Regions from separate parts of the Canis lupus genome. Here region 1 is linked to region 2. Evidence: chromatin contacts called from public Hi-C data. All regions are on one chromosome and are shown on one strand. The core of a region is the stretch at or near the end of the contact, and the rest is flanking DNA. Distances in the headings are between cores, read along the strand shown. Region 1 has its middle 37 kb from the start of FIGNL1. Region 2 overlaps IKZF1 (DNA-binding protein Ikaros).

Region 1 (6,529 bases), core at 2,581-5,080, 38 kb after region 2:
GCGGGGAGCCCGTAGCAGGTGCAGAGGACCCAGAAGAGGCTGACTGTCCCCAGCCACCTGGGCACCGCCTGGGCACCCCCACCCTCCCCAGGGCTGCTCCTGAGTTTTCCTGCGTGCATTTGATCATTCCCGCCGAACCGCTGCTCTTGGGCACTTCACTTCTGTTCCTGATGAGTGCCATAGATTTAGAAATCACACTAACATAGATGATAGATGATAGATAGATAGATAGATAGATAGATAGATAGATAGATGATAGAATATATCTGTATATAAATAAATCTATATATATATGTTTTATATAATATAAAGATTTTATTTATTTGAGAGAGAGCGTGAACAGGGGAGCAGGGACAATGCGGGACTCGGTCCCAGGACCCCAGGATCATGACCTGAGTAGAAAGTAGATGCTTAACTAACCGAGTCACCCAGGCGCCCCTGAAAGTCACACTATATTTTAAATGTTAGTGTGAAATTGGGGGAGCTAAAGATCAGGATTGCAGGTGCAGAGACCAAAGAGCCCCAATCCCGTTGCCAATCAATTAGTCATATTTTCAGTCAAAACCAAAAGCCTTGGAGGCTCTGTGACTCCCTGGTGAAAGCGTGCACAGTCATCGGAACCCACGCATTTCTCCAGGAACAGGATCCCTTTGGCAGTTTCTAAAAGTCCCGTGCTCTCCTTGCACGGCTCCTCAACCCCCAGCACAGAGCAAAGCGCTAGAGGAATCCTGAGGAATCCTGGGAACCTGGCGACTGGTCCAGGCCTGGCGGGGAGGGTGGGGTGCCTTCCGCTGCAGGCCGGGTCTGCTCACTGTGTTTGGGTTTGCTCTGCCCCAGATCTGCAGCCACAGGAGCCCCTCCCTAACTCCCCTTCCCCTGGGGAACCCCAAGCATCACTGCTCTCGGGGCTCCATGGGGGTGGCACATGCCTTCCCCCAAACACCACCCCATCCAGCCCTCTCACAGGAGCAAACGGAGCCCCTTGGCTCAGTCATGGCTCACAGCCAGGCTCCTGTCCTCCCTCTGGCCTCTCCTGCCCTGAATCCAAATCCCCAGTCCCCGCCTGCTCCAGGACGCTGGTGCCAATGCTTCCAAACCCTGGTTTTCTGAATGCAGCTCCCAATCAGCTGGGTGGTCGTTAAAAGTGCAGCTTCTGGAGGCCCGCGCCTGACCATCCTGGAGCTGGAGGGCTGCATGGAGCCCACCCAGCAGGCCTGGGACCCGCGAAGCCGTGTCCTCATCCTGTTTCTCCCCACACAGTTTACAGATTAACCTTCTTCCTCTGCCCAAACCTTTTTTCCTTTTTTTTTTCTTTATTTTTTTTTTTTTTTTTGAGGGAGGAAGAACAATCAATGACTCTCTCTTCCCCCTCTTGAGTCTGAAACAACTGAGAGACAAGGGGATCAGAGAATGGAAAACCAAAATAAATTGCTACGTTACCCATAAAGCCTAGATTGGAGGACACAGCCTAGTGAGCGGCCACCGCAGGCTCGCCAGCCCCTTGGCCTGCAGCAGAGCAGCGTGCTCCCTGGATGCAGGCAGCACCTCCGTCCGCACACCCCCAGAAACACTGAGCCCCAGCGGGGACACGGGATGGGCCACCCAGCAGGCCGCACACCGCAGCAGAGCTAAAGGAAACGTGCTCAGCTCCTGCCTCCAGGAGACTGTGAAGAGGTGACCATGCAGGCGACAGGGAGCCCCTCGAGCTTGGAGGGGAGATGCAGTGGGAGGCAGGGAGGACCCAGCAGGGGGTCAAGCTGCTGACCTTGGGGGGGAATCCAGCGGAGATGGAAGCAAAGAGGTGAGGCCTTGGGTTCTTGCCACTAGAAGGAGATTTCCATGAACAGGGTGGTTTGGGATTTTTTTTTTAAAGATTTATTTATTTGGGATCCCTGGGTGGCGCAGCGGTTTGGCGCCTGCCTTTGGCCCGGGGCACGATCCTGGAGACCCGGGATCGAATCCCACGTCGGGCTCCCGGTGCATGGAGCCTGCTTCTCCCTCTGCCTGTGTCTCTGCCTCTCTGTCTCTCTCTGTGTGACTATCATGAATAAATAAATAAAATCTTAAAAAAAAAAAATAAAGATTTATTTATTTATTTGAGAAAGGGGGGTGGGCGGAGGGAGAGGGAGAGTCCTGGAGCAGACTCCCTACTGAGCAGAGAGCCTGATGTGGGGCTGGACCCAGAGAGCCTGACGTGGGGCTGGACTCAGGTCATGACCTGAGCTGAAATCAAGAGTCAGGGGATTAACCAACTGAGTCCCCCAGGGCCCCTGGGATTTCTTTTTTTTTTTTTTTAAGATTTTATTTATTTATTCATGAGAGACACAGACACAGAGAGAGAGGCAGAGACCCAGACAGAGGGAGAAGCAGGCTCCATGCGGGGAGGCCGACTTGGAACTCGATCCTGGGACCCCGGGGTCACGCCCTGGGCCGAAGGCAGATGCTCAACCGCTGAGCCCCCCGGGATCCCTTTTTTTTTTAATGTACTAACTGCCACATCCTCGGTGTCAACAGGACATGGACCGCCCTCAGTGCCTGCCCTGGCCTGAGTCTTTGTGTTCCCTCTAAGCCATGCTTGGAAATCCCAGCAGCCTTCAGGAGTGGGACCAGTGCCTCCCGAAAGGGGCCCCAAAGAGATCCTTGTCCTCGAGGATCCAGGGCAAAGCCATGACCCCAAAAGAGGGTCCTCAGGCCGAGCCTGGCCTCACATGTGCAGCTTCCAGAACCGTGGGAAGTGGTGCCCGGTGAGTGCGGCAGTGGCCACGGCCATGGCAGCCAGGGTGGGACCATCTCCTGGGGCTCCCGGCCATTGCCCCTAGAGGCACTAATGGTCTCAGAGCCCAGACGAGCCATTGGACCACAGAGCCCAGAGAGGCCAGAGAGGTTGGGGTGCACTGAAGCCAACGGGCGGCAGGAACAGGTGAGCAGGTTTGAGCTCTGCACGGCCCCAGCATGCGATGGCCGACTCTAAGGAAAGTGACAGGTGAGCCACCTGTCTGGGGAGCGGGGGGCAGGGGTGGGTGATGAGAGCCGGGCCCCAAGAGGCAAGTCAGCTGTGAGCGGCACCCGGACCTTCTCTGTGCAGAGGCCAGGCCACCACCAGGTCCGGGCAGCGGCGACAACAGGCTGGAGGAAAAGCCGCAGGCTGGGGGTCCGGGCACTCCCGGGGACCCTGGAGGAGCCCCTAACCCGGGGCCGGGCGCCTCAGCTTGGACCCGCCACTTGCGAGGTGCCGGGGTCTGGGCAGCGCTTCCCTTGGGGGCAGGCTCAGACCTCGTGGGACGTCCCCTCGCTCTGTTCGCCCCTCGGCCAGGCCGAGGTCAGCGGCGAGGCGGACACCGTGCCTGGGCCCCTGGCTGCCGTCCCCCCGCCCCGGCAGCAGCTGGGCTGCGGCCACCCGGTGAGTCGGCACCACGGGAAGCAGATGCAGCCCCCGAGGTCCCTGTGCACAACTGGGAACCAGCCGGTTGGGGAGGAAATTTGCATAACAGGGATAATTTGGTACCAAAACTGTCCCCTCAAGTGAACTGCATGGATCTCGGTACAGCTAACAAATTTCACTTCTTCTTTCCCATGTTTTGTCAAACCAACTAGATGTGACATTGAGCGTGTGAATTGTCCCGAGATGTCCTGTCTGTCCCTTCAGGGGTCAGCCCCAGGCCTCCCTGCCGCACTGCCCGTCCCTGGGCCGCCCGCGCGAGGGGCCTCTCCCTGGGTGCCCTGGGCTCACGCACTCAGGCCCACGCCCAGCAGGAGGGGCCCAGGCACTCCAGAAGCCTGCTGGCCCCGACCCTGCGGTGGCATCACCTCCGGGGCATCTCAGCCCGCCCGGCACCTGTGGCAGCTTCCTCATCACATCTCCCTCCCTCTTCCTGTGGGTGAGGGCGGGCCGGGCCCCACAGCAAGGAGGGTCTGTGGTTTGGGGGCCCTCATCTGATTCCCCTTTCAGGGCCTCCTCCCTCTGGGCCCTGCCCCTCACAAGGCCTGCCGTGGCCACCCCTGCCCACACCCAGGTCCCATCCCTGAAAACATCAGGATGCCTCTTCAGAACCGAGGGTTGCCAGCCAGTGGGAAGCCGGCTGCACGTTTATATGCAGTGTGAGTTCAGGGAGGTCTGCTGCCCTGAGAGGTCATGGAAGCTGGTCTAGGCTGCAAGTCCACTCCCTCCGGGAAGGCTTCTAGCTTTGCCATCACCTGACTCCATATGGTCCCTGCAGCGTCATCACTGCTGGATGAGTCATGTGACAAGGCTGAGCTCACTGTACCGAGCTGGGTTTTGGAACTTTCTCAAGACCAGATCTCTGGGTTCCTGGAATCCGTGGGGGCTTTCATGGTACGGTGGGTCAAGTGCCCACCTCCTCCATTAGACTGAGCTTCTGGAGGGCAGAAGTCTCGCCTCCATCATCCCCAGACTCCCCACAGCAAAGTCAGACACTCCCAGCTCCAGGAATGGTGTGTGCCTTGTGGAATAGACCTTCAGTTCTGCTCCCTGGGCTCCCTAAGGTCTTATCTTGCCTGAGGTGATGACCTAGACTACCCCACAACTCTTCCTTCCGAAGCCTCCTCCCATCTCTCCACTTGCCTCAGGGCCAGCATCACTCTCCTTGGAGACAGGCATGAGGCAATGGGACCCAGGCCCCAGGCTCCCTGGCTCCCTGAGGCTCTCCAGGAGGGTCCCGTCTGCATTCTGGCATTTGGGCCCTTGCAGGGGTGGGAGGTCCCATCCAGGGGACAAGCTGAGCGGTCCTGAGGGGAAGCTGCTGTATGGAGTAAGAAGACAGAAAGGCAGGCCGGCTGGGGTCCCCGGACCAAGTGCATCTCAGTAAAATCTGGAGAGGCAGAGAGGAGAAGAAGCAGAGTCATGCAAAATATCCAGTTAAAACCAGAGAAGGCAGAAAGAGTGGAAGACAAAAGGGAAGAGAAAAGGAGCCGAGGAGGGGAAGGGAGGGGAAGAGTGGAGGAGAGAGAAAAGAAGAAAGAAAGTAGACAAGACAAATAAATAAGAAGAGAAAGAAGAACAGAAGAAATAAGAAAGAAAGAAGACAGAAAGACGCCAGATCGCCCATCAAAGACGAAAGATCGACATCAAAGCCTCAGTCAGGCGGGTACGTCAGACTCCGACAGTAATTGAATTGGAAGGCGAAGTAGGAAGTAAAGCAACCCAATATATGGGAAGCAGTAGGAGAGTAGTAGACACGAATCCAATTTTATCAGTATTTAAGCACCATTGGTCTAAATGCCCCAGTTAAAGGGGGTACCTGGTGGCTCAGTCAGTTAGGTGTCTGACTCTTGATTTTGGCTCAGATCATGATCTCAGGGTTATGGGATCAAGCCCTGCATCAGGCTCTGAGCTCAACAGGGAGTCTACTTGAGATTCTCCTTCTCCCTCTGCCCTTCCCCCTACTTGTGAACTCTCTGGCTCTCTCAATAAATAAATAAATTAATTAATTAATTAAATCTTAAAAAAATCATAAACGCACCAATTAAAGCACAGAGGTTGTCAGAGTGGATCTGCAAACAAGCCCCAGCTGTATGATGTCCACAAGAAAGCCCCATCAAATATAAAGATACATAAGCTAAAAGGAAAGGTGTGGAGAGGACTCCAGGTTAGCACTAATCCAAAGAAAGCAGGAGTGGCTATATTAAAACTTCAGACAGAACTGAGTTCAGAGCCAGGGCAGTTGTCAGGGACAAAGAGGGGCCTTGCCTAATGATAGAGTCCATCCTCCAAGAAGAGGTAGCCGCGCCTGAATGTGTATGTACGTGTCTAACAACAGCATCAAAATACGTGAGGCTCAACGCATAGAAATGCAAGAGGGAAGAGATGAACCCAGAGCTGCACTCGAAGGCCCAGAACCAGGCAGATCCAGCAGGCAGAAAATTGGCAAGGACACTGGGGAGTGGCAAGACAGAAGGGGTCACTGGGGTGAAGAAAGGCGGAGAGAAAATCTAAGGCAAAGGGACAGCATGAGTCCAGGTGCAGAGGCTCGAACCCGGGAGGTGGTGTTTGAGGAAGTCCGTGGCCCAGAGTTTGGCTGGAGTGTCCCGGGACAGCTTTCGGGGCCTGCGGCCTTTGGCCAGCCCCCTGCGGGGTGGCGAAGCAGGAGGAGGGGAGTCAACTTCTGCCCCCGAAGGACCCTCTCAGCACCCACGCTAAGCAGGGGCCTGGAGAGGGGTGGGAAATGAGCCCCGTCCTGGTCCTGGAGATGCCAGGCTGCTCGGGAGGAAGGGCAGAGATGGGTGTGAGCATCAGTTTCAGGTAGTGAAACCAAGGCCAGGGAAGCAGAGTGACTTTTTCAAGGTCACAGAGAGTCACCCCTGAGCCCTACTTCCTACCGCCCATTATGCATAATTCAAAAGGAAGAATGGGACAGAGCAGTTGGGGAAAAGCCACACACTCCTGCCCCTTCCCAGAGCGCCACGCTTCACGTAGCATTTGAAAGTCCCCAGGAATGGAGTATAGTTTCTTTAATCCGGATTCCCACAAATGGACTGAACTCTCCTAAATCCCCACCACCCCATTTTTTTT
Region 2 (6,009 bases), core at 974-3,473:
ACACGGGCCTTGGAGAAGTTGACCTGACAAGTTGGAGGTCAGCGCCAAGGTCACTGTGAAACTGGCATCTCCTCACTGGCTGGCCGCGGACGCCGAGCTCAGGTGCGCCCAGCAAGCGGCCGCTCACCTGCCCGTTTGAGGGGCAGCACGGTAGTGACCGCCTCCGTTAGGTGCAGACGGTCACGGGCGGCATGAGTCAGGAGGCCTGAGGGGTGGTTAGGACATAATTAAGGGGGTCGCTTCCAGGAACAGCTTTGTGAGCCTCTCCCAAACGCCGCCCACTGTTTTAATGGACTTTTCCTGGGAGAGCAGGGAGGCTCTGTGACCGGGGAAGTTTGGAAGCTCGCCGCAGTTTTAGCAAGGTCTGTTTCTTGGAGACACTGGGGGATGGGGGGCGTCCCCCCTCCACTAATTCAGGGGGTGGCCCAACAAGTTTAGTTGCAGCTACGCCGTGCTCACAGCTCCGATAGACATGGGGACGCCACCCTTGGGGAGCACACTCGGTGCATGTGTGTGCATGCACGCACGGCTGCATGTGTGCACGTGGGCGGTATCTGCTAAGCCTCCAGGTCTCGGCACATGGTGGGAAGCTCTGACCTATAAAAACAGAACAAGAACTTGGAGATTCAAGGCGCTGATAACATTTACGAAGGCGGCTGATAAGGAATACCCACAGACATTGATAGCTCTTCTTGAGCGAGGGAAAAACACTCATTTTTCCCCCACTCAGTGGGTCGTGAGAACATTTCTGATGCTCTACGAACACTTTCTAAGAAATGTTGAAAATAAAGAACGTTTGCCGCACAATTCAGCCCGGCAAGAAACACACTGCTTTTGTGAAGATGCGCGCTGTCCTGGGACAAGCTGTGCCGCGGTGCCCAGACCTAGGGTCCGTGCCCACCAGTCCTGCCCAAAACCTCCTCGCGGCTCCAGCGTGTGTTCTCGGCTACCAGCCCTAGGATGCGCAGCACAGCAGAGCTTGTGCAAACGTGCCGGGAGCTCAGACCTCTGCGTGTCACGGCCCTGCTCCTGGCACCCCTGGGTTACTTTCCAGGTGCCTGAGTGAAGGCTCAGCATTAGCGGATTAGTGGCTAACTAATGATTTTGAGCAATAATACTTTCTTTAAAAAAAAAAAAAAGATGGGGATCCCTGGGTGGCGCAGCGGTTTGGTGCCTGCCTTTGGCCCAGGGCGCGATCCTGGAGACCCGGGATCGAATCCCACATCGGGCTCCCGGTGCATGGAGCCTGCTTCTCCCTCTGCCTGTGTCTCTGCCTCTCTCTCTCTCTGTGACTATCATAAATAAATAAATAAAAAAAAAATTAAAAAAAAAAAGATGACCCTTGTTTTTATTTATTTTTATTTTTTATTTTTTAAGATTTTATTTATTTATTCATGAGAGACACAGGCAGAGGGAGAAGCAGTCTCCAAGCAGGGAGCCCGATGCGGAACTCAATCTGGATCTCCAGGACCACACCCTGGGCCACCCAGGGATCCCTGGCCCTTGTTTTTATTTTTTTTTTAATTTTTTTTTCCCAACCCTTGTTTTTAGATGCTTACTCTATCTCGTGAACACTATCAAAAGCCAGCTTTCTTTTCTCCTTCTTAATTGCAGTTGTATATGGGGCCGATGGCTTTAGGGATTTTCACGCACTAATTCCCAAATCTTTCTCCCGTAAGTATATGCCTTGCTTCTGGAAAACAGAAACACGTATCCATTCCATACTCCATTTCCATGGTGTAAATATTGTGAATGCATGATTCTCCCCATCCTGGCCATTCCATGTCTGCCGTCCAGGGCATTGCTGACCCAGTAAAGTGCATGTGTAACCCTTGGGACCGTTGGAAGGTGCACTGTGGATCATGCCTTTCATTGTGGCTGTGGGGTAATAGGGGTAGAAGGGACGCAAGCACTGAATTGTTGCTCTGCCAAAGCCGGTCATCAGCCCTGCCCTTACCACGCTGAGTGTCCCCTTGCGAGTGAGCGTGGGGATGGCCAGACTTCCTCTCCCCATGAGACAGCCCAACGTATTCGCACAATGACTTTTGCAAATCTGTGGGACGGGAGGAAGATACACACTCTCCTTCTGTTGCTCTGAGGTATTAATTTCAGAACCGAGAAGAGAAACATCCCGGGGCTCGGGGCCGTTAGGCTGCGGTGCGGTACCTCGCTGCCCGAGCACACACATTAGTGCCTGGTGCGCACAGGACGTTCCTGATCTGAGCTGTTAAAACCAAAAGCAGATGTTGATTTCATTTTTAGGTCTGGGGAGATGAGAACCCATAGATAGGTGAGGGCAGCGGCTTGGAGGGAGCATTTTAGGGACTAGAATGTGCTTTTTAAACATTTCTTAAAAATGCTTTAAAATATTTAAAGGAACCTGAATTGGTCGCCTCCTTTGGACCGACGGCCTCCGAGCCTGCACTAGTAAATTCCTCGCTGCTGTAAAGCAACACCAGCAAACAGGGTGTGCTCGTTAACACCGCAGCAGTTGCTGATCCAGGCACAACCCCAAAAGGTGTCAGTAACGGTAAAAGTAGTCTTCTGACATCCTGCTCATCAAAACTATTTGACGTCTAAAGGATTTAGCAACAACCCAGATTGGTGATTGCTTTCCCAGGACGTGAACGTCGTCGAGATCTTTCTCTAACCAAGCTTCCTTTGGTTCAACTTGGAAACAAGAGCTTGGGATTTATCTCTGGGAGACGCGGATGCGGGTATACGTGTCCATATGTGCACGTATGTGCGTGTGGGTGCTCATACAATCCCATAAAACACAAAGGTGCCAGGACAGAGAGGTTTGGAGGTGAGCCCTCACGCTGCTGCGAGGTTGAGAAGTCAGATGCACTTACAAGTCAGAAAACACATTCTGAGATGTTTTCACTAAACCCGAGGGAGGTTCCGGGGCAAGCATTCGGTGATGTGCTCACGTAAACATACGTGCTACGTGCAGATTTTATAAGGTCGATGATACATGTTTTGATAGATGCCAGTCTAGACGTTTATGCAAATGGCTTCTCCTTCCTCCCCACCCCCTCCCAGCTCCCCAGACTGTGAATACCCTCCCCCTCCCCCCTGCACAGAGGGCTGTGCACCTGGAGGACTTCCCGCCTCCCCCGCCCCCAGCAACCCAGCTGCCCTGCGCCGACACCGCCGCCTGCTGCGCAGGGTGGAGAATTGCCCCAGTCACCCCTCCTCGTCTGTTTTCCTTCTATGAAAATTAAAGACATGACCTGTCTGACCCTGCTACCTCCTCCATCCCAGTTTCTGTTCCTAGTCACCTGAGGAAAACATACACGTGCTTGTAAGTCATGACCTTGTCAGACTCCTCCTCCTCTGCCTCTGACTTCTTTGCATTTAGAGGCCAAAGGTATCAAAGAATGATAAAAATGTGCCTCATCGTGCATCTTCACAAGAAAAATACCCCTACGTTTTATTGGGGCTTTTTTTCTTTGTTTTTTTTGGTTTTTGTTGGATGTGGCACCCACACGGGTCTTGAATTCATGACTCTGAGACCATGACCTGAGCCAAGATCAAGAGTCAGACCCTTAACGGACTGAGCCACCCACGCGCCCCCCCTCAAACCTCTATGTTTTAAATGATAGAAGTTATAACAAGTTGCTTTATGAGCTTAAAGATGCTTAAAAGTTCTCCTAAATCTCTCTTAGAGGCAGCAGAAAAACATCTACAGACTGCCTCTTCATCTTAAATTTTAATTTAATTACGCTCATTCAAGACCCCTTGTCAGTGTGGTTCATTCCCTTTTTTGAGTTTTGCTTGCTAGTCACTGGTTGCAGAAATATTTCTGTCTCCCTTTTTTTTTCGTTCATGGTAGGGAGCCCTCGAGGCTCGATAGGTAGTGGCTTAAACTCATACTCTAGGGATGATTCCAGAATGTCTTCTCCGTGGAAAAGCACAGTCAGAGGGCCCAACTTTTACCTTACCAGTAAACAGGAAGATGTATTCCAGAAGGGCACGGAGCACGGGGAGGAAGCGCAGCCCATCTGCCGGGGGGACTGCCAGGGCACTTTATATCTATGCATTAAAATGGTTTAATCATTCATGAGTTCGTGCAGTGCTTGGCAGCACATGGAGGCCCCTCGGCCCCACTGACCCTGAGCTCCCTGGACTCTCCAGACTCTCCAAGTGCCAAACTTGTCTATGGGCTGAGCTCCACCTGGCCGTAGGGACCTGGGGGTCTCTCTTAGGTCTGCTGTGTTACTGATAACATAGGCAGCCTCTACGTTATGTAACAAGAATACTTTGATTTTTTCCTCATGGAAAACCGCATCTGAGAAGGAAAGTAGCCTTGACTCTTCCAGATTCGAAGACATCCGCTCTTAATATAAGCCTCATTTATTAAATAATGAAATGGGGCCCCTGTCCGTGCACTCCCGGTAGTCGGCGGCAGAAGAGCCGCAAGGTTAGGCCTGAGCCAGAGCGTTCGGGGGTGGAGAAGCGCCGGAGTCTCAGCTCATGTTCTATATTTAATCGCTTCAATTCAGTATTATACTGAGTTCAACATTTTTCTAAGTGGTGGATGGATGGAGTTGCAAAATATTTATGAGTAGAATCCCCACACTGAGCTAGAGCCTAGCATCTCCTAGACACGATGGTCGCCTAAGCAGTTCCAGCTCCGTGAAGATGGAGCGGGGGAGGGGTTTAGGAATCCAGGGAGGGCACAGCCAGTCACCGTGAGCCCCGGTTGGCTCAGAAACATCATCCGAAGGCCCGACCGCAGTACAGTGAACACAAACACGGGGAGACCCGCTGTTTCATGGAACCGACTGGGCAGGTGGACGTGGGCCATTCAGGAAGACCAATGACGAAGGACGGGAGGATGCGTCCTGCCGCAGCTGGCCTTTCTCAAGGGGATAGAGGAGGAATCTTGCCAGGTCCCAGGCCGGGAGGTAGACGGCTTCAATGAAGTCAGTCATCTGCCGTGAGCCCTTCGTTAGGTGGAGCAGCCTCTGGTGCCCTCGGCTTCTGCAGGCTGGTGGGATTCACCGTAACAGGCCCAGGAGCGCAGCACTGGACAGGCCTCACGAGTCCTCCCTGACACGTGCAGATGCAGAAGGTGGTCGAACAGACACAAACGTCTGCAGACGCCGCCCCCACCGCCCCCTCGGGTTCCATGAGCGAGAGGCCACCTGCCCGGCCGCAGAAGGAGCCTGCCCCCCGGTGCCACCGCCGTGCCGCACTGCGCAGGGCCGCCCTGGCCTCCCGCTCTCCCGTCCAGCCTCCTCCTCTCAGCCCCGCAATTGTTTCTCTGAGCTTGTCCAGCCCCGTGGACGCCCGCGGAGTGTCCAGACCTCACTGACGTCCTTCCTTCCTTCTGACCGCTTCACACTGTGCTTGTCCTTTTCAAAGGACACGTACGACCTGCACCCAGTGCTGGACTCCAAGGCTACGTCTTCTGTTTTTTTTTCCTTTTTCCAGCCACATCACTAATTGAGCCAAAACCCCCAAAACCCTTTTCACCTTTAAATGAGTGAGGCCGACACCGCCCCCATCCTGAGTTTGTGTTTTTTTGTTTTTTAAGTGTATTTTAACTTAGGGGACTTGACGTTTATGTCTGTTAGATTGCAATTTTGAGACCAGCGTGTCATGACTTTATCAGGATACGTTCACGCTCTGAGCCTCTGAAGATCATCATCAGCCCGTTGCCCGTGTTGTCCTCCTGGCCAGAGGGGACACCCCATTTCCACGGACACCCTCCTCGGTGGGGGGCAGTCCCTCTCTCCTGCGTGGCCAGCACCCACTTTGCATTTGTCCACAGAGATGGGAATGCTGAAGGGAGTCTGCTGGAGGGTCTCTCTCCCCTCCCTCTGCCCCTCCTCCTGCTGTCTCTCAGATATGTAAATGAATCCTTAAAAGAGAGGGAAACAAAAAGATAGCTTCTTGCCCAGATTTAGAGAACTTTCTCCTATCTTGGCCCTGGCGCACCCGTGGCGGACCCTGTGGCCCTCCGTGACGTCCCCGGTGCCCCTGGCCACTCCCTGTTGTCCT

What was found. Hi-C and Micro-C count contacts between places; a contact is called where the count stands out from the background.
Region 1: a contact with region 2 is called in a Hi-C map of blood, with 1.7 times the contacts expected there. The contact joins two enhancer-like sites.

The regions. Positions count from the first base shown.
Region 1 is chr18:1,919,846-1,926,374 of UU_Cfam_GSD_1.0, forward strand. No RefSeq gene overlaps it. Among named protein-coding and RNA genes, the nearest start is that of FIGNL1, 37 kb to the right of the region's middle. Within about 2 kb of position 3,831, at least 3 of the 20 cell types and tissues checked have an H3K27ac peak or open chromatin away from gene starts, as enhancers often do. A contact at or near this core is called in blood, where this site is marked.
Region 2 is chr18:1,883,893-1,889,901 of UU_Cfam_GSD_1.0, forward strand. All of the region lies in intron 3 of IKZF1 (DNA-binding protein Ikaros), which reads left to right. Among named protein-coding and RNA genes, the nearest start is that of IKZF1, 60 kb to the left of the region's middle. Within about 2 kb of position 2,224, at least 2 of the 20 cell types and tissues checked have an H3K27ac peak or open chromatin away from gene starts, as enhancers often do. A contact at or near this core is called in blood, where this site is marked.